Regions from separate parts of the Rattus norvegicus genome. Here region 2 is linked to region 1. Evidence: chromatin contacts called from public Hi-C data. All regions are on one chromosome and are shown on one strand. Each heading gives the region's core, a stretch centred on a gene start, on an enhancer-like site or on the middle of the called end of the contact. The rest is flanking DNA. Distances are from core to core; before and after follow the strand shown.

Region 1 (4,824 bases), core at 821-3,320:
CAACTGCCTGTTATGGTTATGGGAAATGTTTACGTTACGGATTAAGGTCTGAGTCATGGACAGGGTCAGGGATAAGAATGAGGGATTAGAGTTCGTGTCCTAGTTAGAGTTTTTGTCAGTGTAACACAAGCAGGATCATTGAGGAAGAGGGAATTCCAATGGAGAAAATAAGGAAGTCTACGGGGCATTTTCTTGATTAATGATTGCTGTGGGAGGGCCCCACCCACTGGGAGTGGTGTCACCCCTGGGCAACTGGTCCTTGGTTGTATAAGAAAGCAGGCTTAGCAAGCCATGAAGAATAAGCTAGAAAGCAACATTCTTTTGGTCTCTGCATCGGTTCCTGCCTCCATGTTCCTGCCTGGAGTTCTTGCCCTGACTTCCCTTCATGATGGAGTACAAATGCAAGCCCATGTTAATTTTGGTTTCTTGGCTCTGTATAGAATTTCATGGGAGTTTTGATTAGGAAGAGGGACAAAGAGCTCCAGTGACCCTCAAGTCTGTCTTCGGCCTCCTAAAGTAAGGTTAAGGTTTAAAGAGGGGGGCAGCGTTAGAATATCTGAGCCATCTCTGGCTAAGGTGTGGCCCTGCCCATTACTGCCAAGTCTCTAGTTGCTTCAGCAAGATGTTCTGACAAGTTGATAGGTCTGTGAAATCTCTCTGGGGGAAACGTCTCTCATTTTGATAGGTCTGGCTTTTGGCTTTTCATCCAGCATGGGATCACTGAGGAAAATTCTAGTCTCTTAGGGCCCACTGCTCTGAGAGTCAAAACGAGGGTCACAATGACTTTTTAACTTCATTTCTGCCAGACTGGTGACAAGGTGGTCTCTTGGGGGAAGAGATGACCTTGTTGCCCCATGGAGGCATTAGGTGATCAGACTCCAGCCCCATGACAGGATGACCTCCTTCCGCAGAGTCATGCTGTGCAGGCCTCAATATGGAAGAGAAACCCTGAAGGCCTTGCAGAGTCTGTTCTCAGTCACAAGAAAGGAAAAAATCTTAACAGAGCAGTGCCAGACTCTGGGCCAGGCTTCTTCCAAAGAGAAAGTTCCCTGTGGCTGGAAGCCCTGAGCTTAGCAACTGACTTCTCCATAGAAAAGACCACCTCTGCCCTCCTCCTCCGCCCGAAGGTTTGTGCCAACTCCCCAACTCCAGATAGACTGCTTCCCCCAATCCAGGCCTCCACCAAAGGGAAAGAGGCCCGCTACAGATCCCAGCCAGAGAACAGGCCTCCTCTACAGAGAAGGAAGATCCTCCGGCCCCATGGGCCACGTGCCTAAGGCAGGCTTCTGCCTTTGAGAAGAGAAGACTCAATTGAGCATGGGGCTCTTGCACAGGAGAGTTAATGACCCTCGAGGCTGAACCCTAAAAGTCTAAATCCAGACATACTCCTTGGGGTAGGGAGGACAATCCTATCATTAAAGCCTAATTTAGCTGAAGCCGTTTCCTTATGGAAGGAAAGGAGAAGAAACACATACACACACCATACTCCACTGGGAAAAGAACATCATCCTGTTGAAGTCACAGGGCCACCAGGCCAGCACTGTGGCTATTTATTTATTTATTTATTTATTTTTTTCCGGAGCTGGGGACCGAACCCAGGGCCTTGAGCTTCCTAGGCAAGCACTCTACCACTGAGCTAAATCCCCAACCCCGACTGTGGCTATTTAAACACTCAGGCCAGGGCTGGTGAGATGCCTCAGTGGGTTAAGAGCACTCACTGGCTGCTTCTTCCAGAAGTCCTGAGTTCAATTCCCAGCAACCACACGGTGGCTTACAACCATCTATAATGGGAATCTGATACCCTCTTCTGGCATGGGAAAGCATACAGAGCACTCACATATGAAATAAAACAAACAAAAAAGATGTAAACACTCAGGCTTAGACCTCATAACTATTATAGTTCCACCCCCACACCCCTGCGCAGAGATGCACGCATTGCCTTTCGGGATTGGTAGTTTTTCCTATGATGACTGCATCCCGGAAAGGAGCGGAAGGGAGTTGTTAGAGACTACAAGACCCAGAGTTCCATGAGTCTTGTGGGAGGAAGCGCTGGAAGATTGTGGGTGTGAGTTACAGTTTTAAGCTGTAGTTTGGCGGTGAGCTGACAGGTAATTCCTGCACGAATCACAAGCTCTCAAGAAGTAGGGATTCCGGAAAGGGAAGAAGTTCACTCACTAGAAAAGGAGCCTCGGGTCTCACACCCCTTTGGGACTTGCGCGGCGTGTCTGAGGGAGGTGGCTACGAGGTATCTCCAGGCGAAGGAATCTGATTTTACCACCATGTCTTCGGAGTTCTTTCTGCATCCTCTGGACGGCGGTCCCCGCGTGCCCGTGGGGCCGGGGCAGACTGTGATAGGCCGCGGGCCGCTGCTGGGAGTAAGTGTGGGAGGTACTCCTGGGCGTGGGCAGCCAGAGTTTGTTCGGCTGAGGCTGTCTCTGTCTCCTGTCCTTGGGAACTCCACACCTTGACTCTGCTTGTCAAGACTTTATAGGTTTGGGGCAGTAGGTTTTCAAGCAACGTTAGTCAAGTCACCGACATTTCTTTTTGGTGCCTGGAAAACGTACGGAAAGAGTTAACATCATTATCCTATCCAGCTGGCAAACTGGGGCCAAATCCAAGTTGAGCTTAGGGTTATAAGATGTAGAATGTAAAAAGACCAAATAAACAAAAACGCTATTAAGTATTTAAAGACGAATAGTACTTTAAAGGTTAACGTGTCACATGTTGACCTACAAAGCTTACCCTATTTACAGTACCGTATGGCCCATCACAGAGAAGGTTGATGGCCAGTGACCTCCCCTAAGCTAACTTCTTTTATTCCCTGGCCTCTTTTGTGGGGCCGATGGGCCTTACCAATAATAGTAATATTCCTTTTGGTGATATCAGAAGCAATCGTTAAGTTGTCTGGGTAGTGAAGCAGTCATTATTCTAAAGAGATACTTTAGATTTACTACTTAGATGCTTTCTATTAGCCTCGTTGAAATGAGGAAGTTGGAGTTTAAACTGGTCACTAAGGTATAATATATTCTTTACCTTCTTTGGGAAGAGTAGGAACCAGAACATTTCCAGTTTGCACTATGAAATTATATTCGCGTTGCCATAAGACATAGCATTTACAAAGGCCACTCAAGAAAACCTGGCGATCTAGTTAAAATATCACAAGGGAGAGATGGGTTAGCCATTAAGAGTCTGGAACTTCTTACAGAGGATTGAGTTCCCAGCAGCTATGTCAGGCAATTCACAAATGCTTGTAATTCTGCCTCTCTGGGCACTGTACATACATGCCTATCCTGACACACAGGTATGCATATATAACAAAAAATAAAAATGTAAGAATTAAAAGAATTTCTGTTTTAAAAATCTGTGTGTATTTCCCACCTGAGCGGTATTTTCTGTTTTCTTGCTGCCCTGTTTCCTGGTTTCTTTCTCTTCTTTCCCCATTATCATATGAGTTTTGTGCTCCAACATAGACTGTCAGATTGGCGTTTCTGTCTTTCTTGTGCATCGTCGCTAAAGTGTTTTGTAATCTCCACCTCCGGATTGGGCTTTAGATGTTGATATGTTTTGCTCTAGCTGTTGATTCTTGTGGGATGTGTTGGAATGTTAGACTTTAGGTTATTTTAAATATATTTGTCTTTAAAGAGAGGATCTCACTACGTAGCCCAAGCTCCCCTTGGACTCAAATTTTTCCTGCCTCATTTCTCTGAGCCGGGTTTACAGGCACATATGTACCCAACGAAACCACTTTCTATTTATTTTTTATTTTTTATTTTTGGTCAAGAGATGATGTTTGTAATGAAATAAACCATGTGTCCACCAGAGGTCACACTATACTTTTGTATTATTCAAGATATCCTTTTCTTCCTAGTGTTAGGCATACTTAAAAGATAGATCTAAAAGATCTGTTATTGTTTATGTGGATAGTGTACAAAAGGAAGGAAGTGTACAAAAGATGGACTGTCAGAGGGACCGTTTTTCTATATGAATGACCTTACATGGGTCTAGTCATGTGACTGTTTTCTCACATATACCCTCTGTTTTTATTCGTAAGGATCTTGAACACTGCATATTCTGAGAGTGACTGCCCAAGTTACCTGCATCCTCTGGGCTTTCAGGATCCAAATATGTAAAATGATTAGTAGTTGCTGCTGTGAGGTAGGAAGGACGATAGTTTCCAGCATTTAAAATATAAGCAATTCGGAACATCGTTGTGGGTGAGTGATTGTGAATTGAGCATTACTAACCCAAAACAGGAAGTGATCATATCGAAGACATAGAGGTTGTTTTCCTCCTGCCTTTTTTTTTTTTTTTAACTGCCACACGTGGTCCCAGAACAGAAAAACTTTTCAGCCTCTGTCTACCCTTATGGTCACATCCTTCGGATTTACCACGTAGTTTAAGACAGGCTGAATTTTTATATTTGAAATGTTTCCTAACAGTACATATTGTATGTTATTTCTCTTGTTTGGTAGATTCATTAGTAGGAATCCTGTCTAGGAATGTTTCATGTATGGGAACTGGAGGGTTTGGGGCTGCATAGACTGTAGGCTTTTCTGGGTGTCATTTACTCTTCCATGATGTCGGTAGGTCTCCCCTCTTCACCACTGTGTCATCTGTTAAATGAGCGCAGTTATTTGACATGCAGTTATGAGTTAATAATATATGTAATGTCTGACCTGCTCGTCTCATACGCATTGCTAAGGGTTCGTTTATTTTTCAGGAAGCGGCTCTATTTGACATCTTTTTCCCCTTGTAGATAACAGATAAAAGAGTATCCAGAAGGCATGCCATTCTTGAAGTGGTTGATAGTCAGCTCCGAATCAA
Region 2 (4,224 bases), core at 134-2,633, 81 kb before region 1:
CCTCCTGGAACCCTAGTGTGCCTCTGATGGCTTCCATCTTGCAGTCCATGGCCACCTCTGGCTGCCAGCCCAGGGGCTTAAACAGTCTGACAGGAGCCAGATGTTGCATTTTCTTCTCATCCCAGAGGTTCCTAGCTTCCTCTAACAGGCTCCCTTCTTAGTTCGGTGATGCCAAGGGGCCACAGAAGCTGCCATCAGCCTGCAGGACCACATCTTCGCTGTGTGAGCCCTGCAACTCCCTCACCCTCCTCTGAGCTGTCTCAGTTCATTTCCCACGTGTTTACCAATGACCAGTAATGGTCTCTACCATTGAGTTGGACATTTGGGGGTCCTATGATGAAATGAAACAATGGATGTTTGGGGTGAGTTTAGGGAGAAACCAGATGAATGTGGAGACTGTGTGTATCCAGCTAAGCATTTATTTCAAATGTCTCCTAAAAATAGTGAGCGCATTCGTTTTATTTATTGTCTTTTAAACTTTATAATAGTGATATGACTTCCTTTTAAGATTATTTAAGCTGGGCTGGAAGTGTAGCCAGGGGCAGAGTTTGTCTCGCATGTGTAGAGATCTGGGTTCCATCCCAGCACTGCAGAGAGAGAGGGGTGGGGGAGGAAAAGGAGGTGTCAACTTAGGGGAAAACAGTAATTAAGTAACAGGCTTTACATATGGCAAAGGGGGCTGAGGCCTGGGCAGTCCAAGGCTAAAAAATGCTGAAATATTAGCAGTAGTTTGGGGCATCATCGGAGCAGGGCTCCTCCCAGACAGGCTTCCTTTGACTCTAACAGTCCGGAGCCATGGAGATCTGGACCGTTTCCTGGAAGCCAGCATATTGAAGATTTGGTGTTAGCTTGGTCTTACTGGGCCATGACGGAGCTTATTATGAGGTAGGGCCTCATGGGATAAAGTAATTTGGGTGTGCTCCTGGGGGTGGTATTTTTGGGCTCCTCACCCTTTCTTCTTTCTTTGCTTTCTGGTCCAGGAGGTGAGTAGTTTTGTCCCCTGACCCACAAGCAAAGCTACAGATCCATTTCTTTAGCCACCTTACCACGCTGGCCACATTCCAAGTGCTCAGTAGCCAGACATGGCTCTGGCGTAACTTTGAAAAGCACACAGAGAAAAAGAGAGGAAGCTTCTAGCTCATCTTAGTCAGGACAGCGCAGTCCAGGCATGGGCATTGGTCTAAAACAAAGGCTAACAGGTAAGTGACTAGCGTCTTACCACAGACCCCAAACAGCATGGCTAACCAGCCATGACCGTGAATAACCAGGACCGTGAGCCAAGTGCCCCTCCCCCATCTCTCCACGCCTGGGATTGGCCAGAGGGCCTCATGAATGCCGACCCAGCCCAACCCCAATGGTTTCTTAGATACTTTGTTATTATGACAGAAAGTTGACTAACACAGACATTGTGGAGCATTCCTCAGCTTGAATCTGAGAGCAGGCTGGATAAACAGTACACTTTTTATTTTGAAAAAAATTAATGTAATGATAGTGAACAGTAACTTAAATGGGGAAAAATAATTTTCTATTACAATTCAGTATGAAATATTCAGATATAATGAAGCTTTCAGGTACTTGAACCTACACATAGTGGTGAGTCTGTATTTAAAAGGGTCAGGGTAGTATTTACTTGGATGCTGTTGGTTATCCTTCATATATCTGACATTTTGAAACACAGGATAAGAACATATTTTCAGATAGACAGATGGGCAGGTAGACACACAGACACACGGACATAAGAGTGAGGAGTTACAGCGTCCGGCAGTGGGAAGGACTCAGCTTCCACCATCTGCGGTGTGCTTGGGAAACGATGAGCAGCTCTTGGGGAATTCCAAACAAAACAAAGTATAATGCCTCAGCTCACAGAGTCCCGTGCTCTCGGAAAATTCTTTGCATTTTATAACTGTGCCAAAAGCTGTTTATTCATCCAGCGGAGTTCAACTCTGAGTTTAGAGTGTTACTGTAGCTATCTCTTTGCTACTTTGAAGGTTCTCCTTTCTTTCACCCTTTCCACACTTTTCCCATTCTTTCAGCCCCCTAACACTAGATATAGGAGAGAATAAAGGATAGAAAAGAGATGGAGCGACATTACCATTAGACTCCTTGCTGCTGATTAGGGGCAAGTCTGATCTTCACCATCAGGATGTCTAGTTTTTCCTTCTACTTGTTTCTTCTTTGTGCATGACTGCTTAACATATCACAACCGACAGCAACCAACAGCAACTGACAGCAACCTACCAACCACCAGCTCTCAGGCCCTAGCATCTATTTACCCTCTGATAAGTCTCCAGAATTTGAAACGTCACATGATCACAGAAACTACCTGCAGCTGGCAAAATCACGCCCCTGCTAGGGCACGAGGCAAATCATAGTCACTTGCAGTGAGGCAGCCCCATATTCCACACCTGGGAGTAAAAGGAAAACATATTCCTGTAATATTTCTGTATTTTTCAAAGAAACCAAAACTCCAAAATTATCACTACAATCACAGCGGAAGTGTTTAGTGCACAGATGTCCAGCTGACCACACAGAAGCTGTGCAGGAGTGGGGACCAGAGGCTCGTTTTCCTGGTGTGAGAAGCCCTGTGTCTAGTCATCCTCCCACAGTCCTTGAGGAGACAGCTTCTTGTTGTTCCTGACTCCTCCATAGTTTTGGTCTCACGTCTTCCTGGCCAGCCTGGGCTGGTCATACTTTCATGTTGGTTATGGCCTGCGGACAGGCAGCTAAGGAGCGTGTCTGTACCTTAGAGGGGTGCCATCTAAGGTTTCTGCAGTCTGCCTTTTCCTCTGGGACCCCTCGTGAGACTGGTTTTGGCTTGTATATCTGCTCTACTGTGGGTCAGTGCTAGGGAAGGCTTGCTGTTCTTTAGAGGAAGGAGGTCACCAATAGGTAAGGGTTGGGACTTGACACACAGTTGGTACTGAGTAGATGCCAGCCCCCATGCTTGCTCACTGTCTCCTTCCTGTTCACTGGGTCTTTCCATCTTGTATTTTGTCTCCTTAGCTTGGCCCTAAGTTTAAATCTGATCTATGCTGTCCAGTATGGCAGCCACCAGTCAGAGATAGGTATTTAAATTTAGAATAATTAAAATAAGTCAAGCTATAAGCCTATTTTTCTTTTTCTTTTTCTTTTCTTTTTTTTGAGACAGGGTGGTGTGGTGAAAAGTCTGTTTTTCTGCAAACATCTGAGCTTAGAATTGGACCCTGTTCTTCATACAAACACAAAGTACACCACAACTGAGATTCTTTACAACGCTGTGTTTTGAGAACTTAGTCCCCAAATCAAGATGCTGACGGGTATTTGGGGACAGAGCCTTTGGAAGAGGTTAGGATTGGTGACATCGTGTGGGTGGGTCCCCATGGCGGTGTTAGTGCTTTGTCAGAACAGCCAGTGTCACTGAGCTTACCATGTGATGCCGGTGTCACCTCACTGCAGTGTGAGGGTCTTGCCAGATGCTGACATCATACTCTGGGGATTCCCAAACTGAGCGAGCTTCTTTCTCTATAAACTACCCAGCCTTGGGTTTTGTTATGACAACAGAAAACAAACTGACAATGCTCCAAATTTTGGGAAGAATTATTTGACTGATGAGGAAACCAACAGAAGGAACTGATGAAAAGCCTGATTGGTCAAATTAGATGGAAGACAGCACCCCCCCCATACCAGCTGTGAAGAGAAAACTGGAGCGACCCCCTGGTCACACCCCTGGAAGGGAAGAGTCAGGGTGGACTCAAGATCTCAGCTTGAAGGAAAAATCAACAGAACGACACAGAGCTGAATGGGTTTGTGACCCAGGGCGAACAACTCATTTCAAAAGCAGAAGTCACAAGGCAAAAGGACTTGATCCCGTCATAGCACACTGTGGGCTGCCCTGTATTTCTTGGTCAGAGGGCATGAGCATCCTTCCCATCCATGGCCTGTCAGATCCTCTTGGGTGATGTCATATCAGCTTCCCGGGACACACAGGAAGATGCACATTTAACCTCATCTCAGGAGGAGGAGGCTCCCTCTGATGGGTGGAGGACTGTGTAAGGGAGAAGTGGTGGGCTGAGGGATCTGGAAACATGGTCTGAAACCCAGCACTGAGCAACTGAAGAGGACAGGAGGAGGAGGAAGTGGAGGAGGAAGGGAAGAAGGAGGAAGAAAAGGAAGAAGAGGAGGAGGGAGCATGAGAGCACACAGTACCATCTCTGCAAGTAGAAAACACATGCTTTGCAGGAACGC

Evidence for each region. A called contact is a pair of places that touch in the nucleus more often than the background predicts.
Region 2: a contact with region 1 is called in a Hi-C map of the A7r5 cell line, with 2.1 times the contacts expected there. The contact joins the enhancer-like site here to the promoter of Aplf in region 1. A contact is called at or near these places in 2 of 12 Hi-C or Micro-C datasets (the A7r5 cell line and Schwann cells).

The regions. Positions count from the first base shown.
Region 1 is chr4:121,677,178-121,682,001 of GRCr8, reverse strand. Aplf (aprataxin and PNKP like factor) reads left to right here and starts at 2,070. Exons shown (of 10, transcript NM_001173382.1): 1 at 2,070-2,375; 2 at 4,757-4,824. The coding sequence starts at 2,280.
Region 2 is chr4:121,758,555-121,762,778 of GRCr8, reverse strand. The region is part of intron 2 of Efcc1 (EF-hand and coiled-coil domain containing 1); the gene reads right to left. Among named protein-coding and RNA genes, the nearest start is that of Efcc1, 15 kb to the right of the region's middle. Within about 2 kb of position 1,383, at least 21 of the 93 cell types and tissues checked have an H3K27ac peak or open chromatin away from gene starts, as enhancers often do. A contact at or near this core is called in the A7r5 cell line, where this site is marked.